Linked DNA regions of Mus musculus: region 1 is linked to region 2. Evidence: chromatin contacts called from public Hi-C data. All regions are on one chromosome and are shown on one strand. The core of a region is the stretch at or near the end of the contact, and the rest is flanking DNA. Distances in the headings are between cores, read along the strand shown.

The links. A called contact is a pair of places that touch in the nucleus more often than the background predicts.
Region 1: a contact with region 2 is called in a Hi-C map of cerebral cortex, with 3 times the contacts expected there. The contact joins two enhancer-like sites. A contact is called at or near these places in 1 of 15 datasets of contacts at CTCF or cohesin (large pre-B cells), 5 of 484 Hi-C or Micro-C datasets (the AtT-20 cell line, cerebellum, cerebral cortex and 2 more) and 1 of 9 other capture datasets (embryonic stem cells).

What each region holds. Positions count from the first base shown.
Region 1 is chr10:116,847,661-116,850,360 of GRCm38.p6, forward strand. It overlaps Myrfl (myelin regulatory factor-like), which reads right to left. Exons shown (of 25, transcript NM_001033333.3): 3 at 1,707-1,774; 4 at 1,365-1,608; 5 at 616-707. Among named protein-coding and RNA genes, the nearest start is that of Myrfl, 48 kb to the right of the region's middle. Within about 2 kb of position 1,296, at least 22 of the 459 cell types and tissues checked have an H3K27ac peak or open chromatin away from gene starts, as enhancers often do. A contact at or near this core is called in cerebral cortex, where this site is marked.
Region 2 is chr10:116,643,960-116,646,659 of GRCm38.p6, forward strand. No RefSeq gene overlaps it. Among named protein-coding and RNA genes, the nearest start is that of Gm26579, 29 kb to the right of the region's middle. Within about 2 kb of position 1,317, at least 16 of the 459 cell types and tissues checked have an H3K27ac peak or open chromatin away from gene starts, as enhancers often do. A contact at or near this core is called in cerebral cortex, where this site is marked.

The DNA.
Region 1 (2,700 bases), core at 46-2,545, 200 kb after region 2:
AAAACCGACTCCCAGAACGTGGGATTTATACACTGAATTTGGGGCACGATTCACACTGCACACATTTGAATGTTTCTAGTAGCATGCAGGATTGGCCTAGAGTATTATCCCTTCTCCTAAAAATTCCAGCAGTTCACCTTCAGATTCCAAAGGACCAAGCAAGCTTTTGCCAACACCATCCCTTTGAGCTCAAAACAAATGCACTACATGTTATATAAGATAATGCACATGTAGATACATACACCCGACCTATACTTGAACACAAGAAAGTTACAGAAGGTGACAAGAAAACAGGCAGCCAATTGGCTCTTGGAAGCTCTGTTTATACCATTTCCCTGGGTTGGAGCCAGTCTGTCTGAGACATGTTTCTCCTAAAAGAGGAAGCATTTTACCTGAATGGGAGAGACAGAGCAGCAGGTGCCCCGGGGGCACCTGTGTGACTGAGCTGCAGGAAAGATACATCAATGGGACTGGAATACAGTCCCAAAGCCTATTGTTTGTCTTCTATGAGAGGGAACACAGCTGTGTGGAGCTGCTGAGAGTCAGGTCAAAAGCCTTCACCCGACAGCCAAGGCTTTCATGCCTTGACTTTGTCACAAACCCACACTCGCTCACTTGGTCTGAAGTAGTGGGCCCATGAACTACAGTCCCACGAGTCCTCTTGTATCTGCGAGTGCTTTCTCTTCTTTGTCGGGGGTAACGAGGATCTAAAAGTTGAGAAACAGAAAGGTTAGTTAGCCACTTGGCTCGTTGCACGAGAGCAAACTTGAGTTCCCCAGACCTTTGCTCTCTGATTTCCCAAGTCTAATTCCAGTTCTCTAAGGTCTCTCGGGCGCTACTGTTCTAAAATGTAGTCTTTCTATAGACAACCAATGGAAGATCCACCTGCCTGAAAGGTATAGTGTCAAAGCAGAGGAGACACGGACTGAACATGCAGGTGTACGTTTTACATCTATGAGTTCTCTTCGCACAGAACCTGATCACTTTCACAGATGGCCCTGGCTTTGCAGAGAAGGAAGAATAGAGGTCAGAAAGAGGAAAGAAGAAAAAGAAACCTTGATTGACAGTTATCTAAGACCCAACTCAAACTGCCCTGCGGTCCTCTGCTGGAAGCAGCCTAAGCAAGCGGTGCTTCATCCCGCCACCTGGGGTTGTTATACATATTCCTGACATGTTAACTTTTTGTTAGGTGAGGACCGTGAATGGAGATTTTTAGTGAAGACTGTCTAAATCAGGAACAGAGGTCCTCATGGTCCCTTTGTACGCCTCCACACTGCCACCTGCTGGACAGGCTGCCGTGGTCCCTTCTGGCACTCCAGCTGTGGATGCTGAAGTGATTCCAAACTAAATATCTTATGCTTTACCCAGGAACGTGGCACAAAGGCTGCTGGTGGAAAGAGCAACTCGTCCCCAACCGGGAGGGCCCCGTTTGGTGCCGGCAGGTGGCGGGGTGACTGGATTCCGGGTAGCCGTTCTGAAAACTGCTGTGGGTTTGGCCAGCCATGCTCTGGGATGGATGCTCAGGCAGGGGCCCGGGTGCTGTGGTGGAGTGGAGAAAAGCAGCTGGGATCCTCCCTGCCGGAGGTCTCGGGGTCCTGCAGCATGCGCCTGCAGGGGAAGACAGGAGAGACAGGTACCTCTCATTCTCACTGCCGAGACCTGAGTCAACCATACATGCAAGGTGCTATGTGGATGGACTCACTCACCTTTGACCTGTGGAGGAGAGCGTGGGTCGGATGCAGAGTAAGGTGGGGTGTCAGGGAGCTGCCGTTGCCTGGGGATCAGAAATATTGCTTTTCTTTTTGTTCTGTTTTAGTTTCATCTCCTGTTTTAGTCACTGACAGGAGGCAACCCCCCGTGGGCAGCACTCAGGGAGGAAAGCTAAACTCAGACTGTGCCATGTGATGGGGTTGGGCTTCAAGTACCAGTTTTCTCTTCTCCTCTCTAGACCCCTGACCCCACACCACACACACACACACACACACACACACACACACACACACACAGAAATCATTGCCACACCCTCTCCAGAGAGGATTTGTGAGACTTATGGAAATGTCCACAAAGCCTGAGCTGCAACGCTCCAAACTTATGTACACTGGAGAGGTAAATGTTGTCACTGAAGCAAGCAACGGTCTTCCATTCATGTAGGTGTGGGCGTGTCCCAAGAGCTCTTGGAAGTGACTCAAGGGTTCCAGAAAAGGAACATCATAAAAGTTTGTTTTCATCTGTCACCATTTGGGGGCTTGGAGGAGTTAAGGAGGGGGAGGGGTGATGGAGAGGCAGTGGGGTTAGGATATAATGACACATCTGTATGAAAATGTCATTATGATGTCCACCACTTTGTATGCTAAGTTTAAAAGGTAAATTTTTAAACAGAGATTTTTTTAATTAAGTTTTATCTTCAAACTGGCTCTTTAAAGTTTATTTGCTCTCTATTAACCAGAAAGAGAGAATATATATCAATCTTTATCAGTATAAAGAAATACAGAGGTATGAACGCTAAAAGTTTTAGAGTACCCTAGGCTAGACCAGCACAAACTGAATTTCAGCAATACAGTGGAAGCAGAGATTGGATGGCAGGCTGAGTTAACAGAGACTGCCTGGATCTGGCACAGAGGGCATCCAGACTTGACAGGGAGACCGTCCATCAAACAAAACTCAGGACACTAAAGTCGCCTCAAGCTTCAAGCTTAGAAG
Region 2 (2,700 bases), core at 67-2,566:
ATATTTCTCCTAAGCTATGTGTATAACAAAACTATAGTAAACATGCTTGTGACACTTTCCTGTTTCAGGTAGGTCAGAAGCAGGCATGACTTGGATGGCTGTACTGTCCTGTACACATACTGTAACCTCTTACACGATCGGTGTATAATGGACATGCACAGCACAACATCTTTGTGGCACTTCAAGTTGACACACACTGTCATAAACACTCTGAAGTCAAGCAACTGGACTAACAATAAATTACTGCTCTAATAAGGAATAACTGTAACAGTACATGCAACACCACAGGTTATTAATCATTTCCTACAAGCATCGTGTTGAGAAACTGCATGGTGGAAACAAAGTCAAGATTAACGAAACTGGTGATGAGATCTGAGACACGCATTAGCCACACCACAGACATAACACAGGCCCCACCTGTGGAGCAGCCGGTTAGTATTTTGAAGGAAAAACCGAGATAAAAGATGGTTTGCTACAGTGGATAGACAGAGGTCCTAGCTCTCGGTGGAACCTTTAATTCTACAGCTTATCCTCCACTGCCCATGAAAGACTCCGAGAGGAGCCCCTCGCTCAGGCCTCAGGACAATAGCGGACACCCAAGAACTCACAACAGACCGAGCTTGTTGCAAACCACATGAGGCTTTATTCGGGGAAAGCCAGAGCTCTGGGGACGACTCATATCCCACACAAGGGTAGAGGAGTCGACCTCGAGGGGAAAGAGGTCCCAGTTTTTATAGGCCCTCAGGGGGGAAAGGAGAAGGGGGAGATTAAGGGATTTCCAGATCTAAACAATGTCTATTCTCAAGAAATGGGTATGGAAGGATACAAGGAAAGAGTCTAATGAAGGTGCAGCAATGGGCACACACCTGGTCAGAACATTGGCAGACACACAGGTTCAAGGAGTGGCCAGAGCATTGTGCACCTCTATTTTTCTAAATCAGTGAAGCTAGTTCTGCTAACACTGACGTCTATCTTGCCAATTTCAGGGCTTCTGTGTCCTTTTACATTCTGCCAGGATCTTTCACCCACACCTGTCTTCATGGTCATTTCTGTAAGTAGAAGCCTCTGTCAGTGGGGTCTGGCAGGATGAGGCCTTGGGGTCTGTGTATCTTCTCCTTGAGTTCTTGAGTGTGTTTGGAGACTTTCTTTCGGATCTGTTATAATGAGTTTTCATCCATAAGAGGATGGTAAATGCTCTTAAATGAGCCGTAAATATCTGCCTGGCTTCCTAGCTTCTCGGCTGATGCTATAGAGTTGGGACTGTTTCTGGAATCTGCTGCCCGTCAGCCCTGTTCTCCAGCTCTGAGGGAGCTGCTCTGAGGGAACTGCTCTGAGGGAGCTGCTCTGAGGGAGCTGCTCTGCAGCAGGCAGCCGATGCTGAATAAACACCGAATCGGATATGTACACCCGATGCTGCCAAACTACAAGGGAGACCCGCTGCCTTGTGAGTTCAGAGAGGACATGGGTCAGACCTTGGCCTAGACCCTGTCAGCCCTTCACACCTCCACACTGTCCAGAGAACCAAAGGCCTCCCTTCCCAACACCACTCCTTTTCATCCAGGTCTTGATCGGCCTTCAGCTATTGCCTTTCTCCAGGCAGGGTCTGTGCCCCTCCCCAGTTTATACCTAGGACTTAAAAATTAGCATAAATGATTACCTTGGTCTCATTCTGAAGGTGTAGGTTTAAATGATGGGCACATTGCAGCTAGAGGAGCAACACGCGGCCACAACTATCTATGAATAAACAGTACAAAGCTCAGGGGGCCTCTCTTATGCTTATGCCCAACAGAAGGTGCCTGCTTCCCGAGAGCTCTCCAGCCAGATGGTGAGTTCTCAGTCCATTTTTAACATGTGCAAGAATGCCCATGGCTCTGACCCCATTTCATTTTAGAATCTGCCTTTCCTTTCAGCACTAGGTGACGGGAGCTACGGATTTCTCTCTGGACAAAGGAAGTTCTTTCAAAGGCAGTAGGTCAAAGCCACGGGCAAGCACACATGCGTGTGGATAGCTTTACTTTTATACACAGTCCTTTCTTTTCAAGACAGTCTCCCTAGGAGCCCTGAGTTCATTATATAACTGAGGTTAATCCAACTGCTGATCTTCCAGCCTGCTCCCACTTCCCAGTTGTAGGTGTGGACCATGCCACACCCAACTTAAATTGTTTTTGACTGTGCATCTGTAATTACGTGGCCCCTGATTCTGTTTCAGTTCGGTTTCTGTTCTTGAGCTGTACTCTACTGATTCGAGAGATGAAAAGTGCGTATTCTAAAGAAGGAAACATTTTGAAGAGTAATGCACATTACATCACAGCCAGCAGCTGATTGCCTCGGATCTTTCCACGTTGGTGTTTCAAATGCAGAATGCAGAATTGACATTTCAATTATGCTGGGCCTCCAATATAACGAAGGATAAAGACTTCCAGCAACAAGGAAGAGCCAGGAAGGTTAGCTGTCACTCTAAGCAATTACTTTGATTTGCCTGAACACATTACACACTACTCCTTAAAATTACTTAGGGGCACACAAGTTACAAAAGGCCGCTTGCTGAGGGAGGACCAGGAGAAGGTTCAAGAAGTACTTCATCATTGCTACTGAAAAACGACCCAAGGTCACACTGTTGTCTTCTTAGATGCAACTTAGTAAACAAAGGAGAAATGACACTTGGTACAAGGCCCTGCCATGAAGTCTGGATTCATCTAA